Linked DNA regions of Anser cygnoides: region 2 is linked to region 1. The links are chromatin contacts, called in public Hi-C maps. All regions are on one chromosome and are shown on one strand. Each heading gives the region's core, a stretch centred on a gene start, on an enhancer-like site or on the middle of the called end of the contact. The rest is flanking DNA. Distances are from core to core; before and after follow the strand shown.

Region 1 (4,948 bases), core at 1,112-3,611:
TGGGCTGACAAAACTCACAGCTAAAAGCTTTGGGCCAAATTCATGAAATTGCCTTTCTGAAGCTGATAGAACCTGTTTGATTACAACTACATCTAAATGAGATATTGAATTAATTTTGATGTAAAGACATCATTATTATGTGCTTATTGTGCTGATCAAGATTTCTGTATTATTTCCTGGTCCATTTGTTCTTTCCATCTCTTTCTACAGAGGCCAGAACCCTCTTTTTACTCTGAAATAACAGTGTCTGAGTTTATATTGCATCTACCAAAAAAGGGTCCTCATGCATTCTTCATGCATGTTCCTCCGAGACAATCCTCACAAGGATACAAATAACAAATTACATCTATTTTTCACCTGAAGCTGAATCTATCAGCCAACTCTCTTTGTATTTCTCCAGCATTTCTCTTTGCTCCCTATGATACAATCAACTGAATGAAGTAGCAGGGAATTACAGGAAGAGATACTTCAGTGATGAATCAGTCACTGGTCTGACTACAAGAGAAATCAACACCCTTCCCATCAAAGAAATATGCACACGAGAGGTACAGAGAACCTCCTGCTGGAGGTAGGGAGGCTGACACCTTCCATTTTCCATTCACTGCTGGATTTCTCCAAGGTCAGAACCGCTGTGTTAAAAAGGACCGGGTTGTGTGGAAGAGCAATAGTTACCTAAGAATGTTCATTATTTACCATCAGAAATGGAAGCCCTTCTGTCCCCAAACTACATACATGCACGCTACATAAGAGGCAGAATTTTCATGTCATGTAAAAACGTTTTCAAAAACAAACTAATTGAAACAAGGATGTTTCTGAGAGGGTGTAATAACTGCATGAGCATAAGCCATACTGGTAAAAGCTGTAACATTTTCTATGAGGGCTGCTATAACATAACGCTAAAGGCTGGGGACAACATTAACGAAAGATGATTTAAACATACAGTGCGTTTAATCCTTCCTTCACGTAACACAAAAGTCTGTGTGTAGCAGACTTTCAGCTGCACTTTTAAAGCAGCTATCCACAAGTTGCTCAGGGGAAGAGAGATCTGAACGCGGCATTTTGGTCTCCTGACTATAATTGGAATATTTTGAAGTGTTTGCCTCAAACTTAGGAGGAATAACTTGGAGCAACCGCGGCAGATTTTCATGTTTAATATATTTTCATCAAAGCCCTCGCCTCGCTCCGAGTTAATAGCCCCAAAGCCTTTGCTAAATGTAGGCGTGACGACATTTTACATTAGCACAACCGACAAAAATTTGGAGACGTTTCAAGAATGGCCAACAGGCAGCAACAGGGCTCCCCAGCCGCCCACGCTGCTCTTTTCCAGAGGGGGACAGCGAGGTGCCTCGGCGGCCACCGGAGGTGACAGCCCCCCGCGGGCGGGCTGCTCGGGGCGGCGGGCTGAGGGGAGAAGCGGCGGGCAGTTTGTCCGTCTGTCCGTCCGTCTGCCCGGCCGCGGCGGCTGTCAGCCCGCCAAGTTAAGCCGAAATAAGGCTAAAAATTGCCTCGGCCCCGCTGGCGGCGGGACTGTCCCTCTGCCATAGAGGGAACGAGCCGAGCTCTGAGGAAAATTCTCCTCAGGAACGGGGCGGGGGGGTATGGGGGGGGGGGCGCCTCAGCGGCCGCAGCTCCCTGACGAGACGGGGGCGGGCTGGCAGGAGGGCGGCGTGAGAGGGACGAGGAGGGGGGGGGGGGGAACTGCCGCCTTGCGACCAAATAAGGGTAAATTCGCCACCAGCCGGCCGCTGGGAGGTGACACGCAGCGTTTGACGGAACTTTCAGGAATTACAAACACTGCGAGGCGAGCTGCTGCCCCCCCGGCCCCCCTCCCCTGGCGCCCCTCAGGGGCTCGGGATTCGGGGGGGGGGGGGGGGGGGGGGGGGGGGGGGGCGCGCCCAGCCCCTTGGCAGCGCGGCGCGAGTTGCGTAGCGACCACGCCCCGCCCCCGCTTGCCCCGCCCCCTCGCCCTCCTGCCCGCTTCCTATTGGATAACGCTGACGTCGATCCCCGGCCCTCGCGTCTAACGTCCACTGGAACTTTCTAGCAGAGTTTCGGGGCGGGGGGGGCGGGGCGAGCGGGGAGCGCGCGCTGTGATTGGCCCGCGGCCGTGGCGCACGCTGGCAAGCGAGACGGATCGAGAAACAACAGGAAGAAGGCCGGCCACCGCCGCGCGGCGGGGAGGGGCGGGGCTGGCAGGGGGGCGGCGCGCTTCTGATTGGCTAGGAGGCAGGGGGCGGGCGCTCCTCGTGGAGGCGCGGCGGCGATTGGTCGCTCGCGGCAGGCGGGTGTCTGGATTGGTCCGGGGGGTTCTGGCAGGTTCCAGAAGGAGGCTGAGAGGGCTATAAAAGGGGCGCGGACGGCGCTGCAACGGCAGAACGTGCCGCAGAAGGCAGCGGGAGCGGGTGGCGGGGACGTAACCGGGAGCGAACGAGCAGCTGATCGCAGAAAGCCGCCGTCATGTCTGGCAAAGGGCCGGCGATCGGCATCGACCTGGGCACCACGTACTCATGCGTGGGCGTCTTCCAGCATGGCAAAGTGGAGATCATCGCCAACGACCAGGGCAACCGCACCACGCCCAGCTATGTGGCCTTCACCGATACTGAGCGGCTCATCGGCGATGCTGCCAAGAACCAGGTGGCGATGAACCCCACCAACACCATCTTTGATGCCAAGCGCCTCATCGGCCGCAAGTATGATGACCCCACGGTGCAGTCAGACATGAAGCACTGGCCCTTCCGTGTGGTGAACGAGGGTGGCAAGCCCAAGGTGCAGGTGGAGTACAAGGGTGAGATGAAGACCTTCTTCCCCGAGGAGATCAGCTCCATGGTGCTTACCAAGATGAAGGAGATTGCCGAGGCCTATCTGGGGCGCAAGGTGCAGAATGCTGTCATCACAGTGCCTGCTTACTTCAATGACTCCCAGCGCCAGGCCACCAAAGACGCTGGCACCATCACTGGCCTGAATGTGATGCGTATTATCAACGAGCCCACAGCAGCTGCGATAGCTTATGGCTTGGACAAGAAAGGTACTCGGGCTGGCGAGAAGAACGTGCTCATCTTTGACTTGGGAGGGGGCACTTTCGATGTTTCCATCCTTACCATTGAGGATGGCATCTTTGAGGTGAAGTCCACAGCTGGGGACACCCACCTGGGGGGGGAGGACTTTGACAACCGCATGGTGAACCATTTTGTGGAAGAATTCAAGCGTAAGCACAAGCGTGACATTGCTGGCAATAAGCGTGCGGTGAGGCGGCTGCGTACGGCTTGTGAGAGGGCAAAGCGCACTCTCAGCTCTTCCACGCAAGCTAGCATTGAGATCGACTCCCTGTACGAGGGCATTGACTTCTACACTTCCATTACTCGTGCCCGCTTTGAGGAGCTCAATGCCGACCTCTTCCGTGGCACCCTGGAGCCAGTAGAAAAGGCCCTGCGTGATGCCAAGCTAGACAAGGGCCAGATCCAGGAGATCGTGCTGGTTGGAGGCTCCACCCGTATCCCCAAGATCCAAAAACTACTACAGGACTTCTTCAATGGCAAAGAGCTCAACAAGAGCATCAATCCTGATGAGGCTGTTGCTTACGGTGCTGCAGTGCAAGCAGCTATCCTCATGGGAGACAAGTCCGAGAATGTGCAGGATCTGCTTCTGCTGGATGTCACCCCCCTGTCCCTGGGCATCGAGACAGCCGGTGGAGTGATGACTGCCCTCATCAAGCGTAACACCACCATTCCCACCAAACAAACTCAGACCTTCACCACCTACTCAGACAACCAGAGCAGTGTCCTGGTCCAGGTGTACGAGGGTGAGAGGGCTATGACCAAGGACAACAACTTGCTGGGCAAGTTTGATCTAACAGGCATCCCCCCAGCGCCCCGCGGAGTCCCCCAGATCGAGGTTACTTTCGACATAGATGCCAATGGTATCCTGAACGTCAGTGCGGTGGACAAGAGCACGGGTAAGGAGAACAAGATAACAATCACCAATGACAAGGGTCGCCTTAGCAAGGATGACATTGACCGTATGGTGCAAGAAGCAGAGAAATACAAAGCAGAGGACGAAGCCAACAGAGATCGGGTGGGAGCCAAGAACTCGCTCGAGTCCTACACTTACAACATGAAGCAGACGGTGGAGGATGATAAACTGAAGGGAAAGATCAGTGACCAGGACAAGCAGAAAGTGCTTGACAAGTGTCGGGAGGTGATCTCTTGGCTCGATCGCAACCAGATGGCTGAGAAAGAAGAGTACGAGCACAAGCAGAAAGAGCTGGAGAAACTCTGCAACCCGATCGTCACAAAATTGTACCAGGGAGCTGGAGGAGCTGGGGCAGGTGGCTCTGGTGGCCCAACTATCGAAGAAGTAGATTAAAAGGACTGAGTATAGACTGGTTTATGGACAGTCACTCCATTCTTTGCTTTATATTTTTCTAACGTTTAAGAAAAACGTCATTGCCAATAACAGAGTTTATTCTGTTGGGTGTGTATAAAGGCAGATCTATCAGCTTGGTTTTGATAAAAGGGAAGGCACGTCCTGCTTTATAAGGTTAGTAATAGAGAAATTTTGTTAATTCAGATACAGCTACTTGTATTCTGGATGTTTGTCTCTGTTTAAGTGTCTCTTCTAAAGTAACCACGCAACTGTTGCAGTTGACAAGTTTCAAGTTATGCATGGGGAAAAAAAAATATCTTTATGGAAGATGAGAAATGCCAAACTTGGCTTCTGGAAATTTTGGTAATAAATAAAATGTATTTAAAGCATAAGTCTTTCAGCTTCCTTCATTTTGTGGGTGGGGGGTGGAGGGGTGAGTAGATGCCCCCAACCTCCTGAGCGGGGCTGGGGTGGTGACAGGGAGCCCCAAGCAGCCCTGCGGGTGCCTTTCCTGACAGGCACGGAGCTGCCCTGGGGGGCTGAGCTTCCAGCTTCAGGCTGGTGTGGGGGGATTGGGCTGGACTCC
Region 2 (5,370 bases), core at 1,237-3,736, 370 kb before region 1:
GATTAGTCGGTGGGATTATACGCGTGGAGTGTGGAGCAGTATGAGTAACGCTTTGGGACTGGATCTATAAGCCGTGATTAAAGGGAAGGTGACATTTCATATACCTCTCACCTAATCTTCCTTCGCCTGAGTTTCATCCCTGACCAGTGTGGGTGGGAGACTCCTGTAACTGAGACAGAGGTGGCCACGCAGCTGCTGGGAGATCAGGTTTATCTGGGTTTTGTCAGCTGTGCTCTGTGGAGAGGGTCGATACTGGGATTAGGTCTGGGGTAGGTTATTACTTCAGCTAAGGCTGAATTGGTCTGGATCACAAATACACGTCTGAGAGTACAAGTGGCATGTCCAGGCCACGTTCACCCTGCTCCCTCCTGTGCAGACCTGCTGCTTGCCCAGGAGAAGGAGGAAATTACAATTACAGCAGCACCTGCAGCTGCTGGACCATGAATCATAAACTGATAGTGTATATTACCCCACAGAACATGGATTTGACTGCCTACCCTTCCTGGACTGACTCGTGTCCCGTGGAGCGTGAAGGGTGTCAGCAGCGAGTTGCTGCTATGAAGGATGAACACGTTTTGGCTTCGGGTAATGCCGGGAGGGGGAAGATGTCTGGGGCATTTTGTTTGCAAAAGGATTGCAGAGTGGCGATGGGAAGGCTAAAGAGGGTCTGCGAATTCTGGCCAGCTTCCTGGGGTCCTCATGGATGGCAGGACACAAATCCTGGTGCTGGTGAGGCTATGAAGAAGACAGCCTCTACGGATCACCTAGCTCACCGTATTCACAGCAGGAGATGAAGAAAGCTGCTTCTATGGAGATGCTACAGGGCCAGGACAGGGGCAGAAGCGGGAGTGGGGAAAAACCTGTGTTTCGCTTAGCTGAGCACGCTGGAAGGGAAAAGAAATCTGTGCTGGGGAAAGGGCTGGTAGGCTGTTATCTCCCCACAGGAGGGGAAATGGGGCAGAGCTCCACTCCATGCCTCTGGTGTCTCGCAGGGAGGCATGTTTGCTTTCTTGCCTTCCTGCAGCCTGCTGATAACTCCCCACACAATGCGGCCGTGCAGATTGGCTGGAGACGATTTGAAGGAATTGCTGACCCTGATACAAGCAGTACTGTTTGTGGCCGGGGATGGGGAAAAAGAGGAAAGAATAGTATGAAGTGTTGGAGCTTTAAGGCTCAGGCTTGCGAGTTCTATCGAAGGAAATGACAATTAAGATGGAAAACAAAGCACTTGTAATTACTTTCATGAAAGTGTAGGGAGGAGGCAGAAATGTGGATTGTACAGGAAGAAGTTTTACTTTCTGGGTCATTTGACTTGTTGGTTGCCAGGAGAAACACAAGAAGCTGGTGAATGATGAGGGAAAAGGTGGAGGCAGAGAGGAGAACGCACGGCTGACCGTGCCTTGTGGGTCTGTGGCTAGCGGCTGATGTACAACTGACCACAAAGAGGTTGTAAAGATGCTGGAACTGGACAGCTTCAGAAATGGCTTTGTGTTGGTTTGTGTTAGCGAGAGCTCTGTTTTCCGTTGGGTTGGTTTGTGCTGGTAATAACCACCTAATAACCACTGATACAGGGAGAGAAATGAAAGCTGCCCCACGAGCAACGTGCGCTGCTTCTTGGAAACTCTCGTGCAGTGAGCAACGTGGAGGAGTATTCCATGAAAGCTTGAAGGTCAGCGATTAAACGAGGCTCTTCCAGCAAAGCTAAGCTCTCTCAGCAAAGGCAGTTGCATCTTGTTGAGTTGCAAGAAGTTTACGAGGGAGGGAAGCATGGGGCACTTGCACCTTGTGTCTCCGGTGGAGGCGATATTTCTCACCCCTGTGGAAAGCCAGGAGTGCTTCTTTGTTTATGTCCTTTCCCCCAGCTTAAGTGTGAGATTCGTCTCGCTGAACTACAGCATAGCTGTCTGCATGGGAGACAGTTGTCCAGACTCCTTTCATAGTCACCAGAGAGGAACAAACACTTCTGGGCCATGATTCATCCGCGCTGAACTGGACGTCTAAAAATACACCGGACAAACTGCCCTAAAAGTGCCTGTTTCTCTCCATTGTTTCTCCACTGTCCAAACAATGGAGGCACACGGAGGCACCTCTGTTGTAGCTGTTTAATGTCAGGAGGGCTGATCCTCAGCCAGAGCGCCTCGTACCACAGCGCAGGTTCTGGGAGGGCTGCTCGTGTCCTCGTTTCTGCCAGACCCAGCCTCTGCGTGGACTGGGGCGGTGGAGCCTGGAAGGCTGTACCTGGGAGCAGGGAGCGGGCAGCGATGTCCCACACAGTGCCGTCCTCCTCCCCTGGCCACTCAGCGGATTCAGAAAGAGACAATCGTCTGCTATAAATAAGGGGCCAAGGGGGATTTGCGCTTTTTCAAGGTCGCCCATCAGGCCGGCAGCAGTGGCGATGACGGCAGGCTCCCAGAGGTGCGCCCGTGCGCCCTGCGGCTGCCTCGCGACCTGCCACTGTCCCAGGGGGGACACCGGCTGCTCGGCTCTTGCTGGCGGATGGCACCCGGTAGGTACCTGTCCCTTTCGTAAAAGGAGCTAGCAAAATGTCATAGGTGTTAATACAGCTGAATTATTGTGTGTCCGCTGGGCCGGTGTGAATGATTGCATGCGTGCTTTTAAGTGGTGAAACCTTAGGGTTTAACCTTCAGGGTTAAATTTGCTTCACTTCAGGCTTGCAGCAGTGTAAGGCAGCATGTAGGATTATTTAATGATCTATGGAAACTCTTGAAACTGACCTATATGAAACTTGCAATTAAACATACTGTTGGACCTCGGAGAGCTTTGGAGTCTCACGGGGAGCTGTGACCTGGTCCGCCCTGAAGCGTGGCTGCTGCTGCTGTGTTATTTAGTGGCATGATAAAAAAAAAAAAGCACCAGCTCTTCTGGAGAAAGCTTAACTTACCTGCACAGGTGAACCACGGAGGGTAAGGATGAACTGTCTCCTGTGTGGAGAACTAATTTGCAGCAGAAAGACTTCCTTTGCCAAGTGAGCTGAGCGACTGGAGGGGAATTTGCTGAAGGAATTTGCTGGTGTAACAGAGAGAGGGAGTACAGGCAAGTACTGAGCGTTAAATGGATCGGCTGCATCTCCAGTTTCAGACAAATACCAGAGCATTCCCTTATCCTTTTTGATAAGAGAGAAAGAATATGATAGCAGGGGAATAGAAAGAGCATATTGTGCGAGCCTGGATCTGAATCCTAAAGTTCTGCATAGGGGGTCCGTGCTTGAGCTCCAAGAGGTGAAGCGAATTGCAATCTGATTCCAGGGAGCACAAAAGGGAAGAGGAGGGAAGGAGCAACCTATTTAATAAGAGCTGGGAGAAAAGCCAGTCTCCAAAAATAAACATTGAAGATCAATTCCAGGTATTTCCTGGTATTGTCATCCTGCTTCATCAACCACTTGGACTGTAACAAGTGGTTTCAAAGATAGCAGACTGACAGGTCTACAGTTGTTTTTCTTTTAAAAAAGGGGAGGGAAAGAAAGGTTTCTGATAGATTGTTTGCAAAACTATTTCTTACGCAGATCTGGGTGGGATGTTGCTGATGAAATACCCCTGGGATGGAGGAGGCAGAGCTTGTTATTGTAAGAGGAAAGTAAGAGCACAGCTGGCTGCATGTTGGAGTAGGGAAAAATTTGAAGCTTCTTCCCATTTATGTGCCAGGGGCACCCCCGCAGTTTCTGAGGGGCAGGAAGCAGATACTTGCGCAACGAAGGTGTGAGCAGACGGTGTTCCTGCAGAGCGGCTGTGCCTTTCTGGTGCTGCAGGCAGGCTTTGTAGGTATCTTCTACAAGTGAAGGCTTCCCCTTTGAATCGTTTGGAAGGGACTCTTAAAGCGTTTCTTCTTGGAAGGGTTCTCAGAAAAGCCAGCCCACCATTTCACTGTACTGAAAGCTGTGCAGGGATTGTAAGGAAACCGAGGCATATCCCGTGCCAAGGACGCGTGTTCGTGGTCACATGCCAGCTCCTTACTGGACTTTCATCTGGGATGGTGTCTCTGGGAGAAAACTGTACCGAAACACGTGCTGGTGTGCTGGGGTTGGCCAGGGATGCCAGACGTGGCTCGTGGCTTACCTCACCTGCTTGGCCGTGGCGCAGCGGCGGTGCTTGCGCAACGCACGTTCTCTGTTGCTTGACTGAACTTGTCCATAAGTAACTCGGTGTTAGTAATCTTGCTGCCTTTCAGCGAGGGAGATGCGCAGGGCTCGCAGGCGTTCATCCTGTTTTGTCTCCGGTGTAAGAAGTCCTGATTCTAAAAGAAAGCGAGCTGGGCAGCTCCGTGGTTCGGGCCCTGGCGAGAAGACTTCTCGTCCTGCACATGCAGAGGGGGAGTGCACGAAACAAGTAAGGCATCCTTCATTCTGAGCTATTTCCAGCTTGGAGTCCTCGGTTTTGCAATTGCAACTGTGTTTTGTTGGTATTGTGATTTATTCTAGCAGGTTAGCGTATAGCACCAAGTTCTTTCTCCTGGGTTTTCTCTGCGCAGTTTGGCTGTTTGGCCCTCTCTGGCAGCTGCACTGGTAGGAATACGGGTGTTTGGCTTGGTTTTCACTGCACACAAAAAGTTATTCTGAAGGTTGAAACTATGCTATAAATTAGAGATTTGGCCTCATGTGTGGATTTTTCTTTTTTCCTAAAGCAACTAATTCTTTGAAAGCAAAGCAAAAGACATTTTGTTGTAAGCAGAAAACAAAAGTGCTCCATTTTGCGGAGCGAAGTGCTGATTTTCTCCTACCACGGAGGGTCCCTGAACATCCAGTGTGGGAGAAAGTGTGGTCGAAGGGCTCTTTTCACATGTCCCAAACCCACACAGGCATGTGAGCATGCAGGTTTTGACAGGCAGGTGCCTAAAAAGACCCCCAGTAGCATTTCTGAGGGAAATTTCAGCGGAAAGAATTACGTGGAAATGAGAAGCTCGCTCTTTGGAGAGGCAGCCCCTTTGGGTCAGAACAGAGGTGTGTGGGGAAAAACAGCAGTTTGCCTTGTTGCAGCCCGGGCTGGACGTGCTTGAGAGAGAATCTGATGAATTCACAGCCGCCAGGCTAGGACCAATCATTAAAATTGTAATTTGCCCTTCAGACGCTGGCAAGCTTCGGTTGCCGTTTGCTGGACAAACCTCTCTTTTGTGTTCCCCTTCCGTCTGCGTAAAGCAGCAAGCGCTGGCGGAGAGCTACTTGCAGCAGGATTCCTCTTCTCTGCTATATTTAGTGATCAAAACAAGTCCGTGATCTTTACAGGAATACTGCCAAAGCAGATAGGACTCGCATGAGACAAGCCCTGTCTCATTTGGCTCCCAAACACACATTGCATTTTGCTTTCCTCCCCTCTCCTGACACCGTCAATGGATCTGTCTGCCGAGGTCTGTTGTGCA

The links. A called contact is a pair of places that touch in the nucleus more often than the background predicts.
Region 2: a Hi-C map of liver shows a contact between it and region 1, with 1.9 times the contacts expected there. The contact joins the promoter of SYNE2 here to the promoter of HSPA2 in region 1. A contact is called at or near these places in 2 of 7 Hi-C or Micro-C datasets (both in liver).

What each region holds. Positions count from the first base shown.
Region 1 is chr5:59,051,118-59,056,065 of Taihu_goose_T2T_genome, reverse strand. It overlaps HSPA2 (heat shock protein family A (Hsp70) member 2), which reads left to right and starts at 2,361. Exons shown (of 1, transcript XM_013183105.3): 1 at 2,361-4,754. The coding sequence starts at 2,458. The coding sequence ends at 4,362.
Region 2 is chr5:59,422,014-59,427,383 of Taihu_goose_T2T_genome, reverse strand. SYNE2 (spectrin repeat containing nuclear envelope protein 2) reads left to right here and starts at 2,486. Exons shown (of 119, transcript XM_066998468.1): 1 at 2,486-2,506.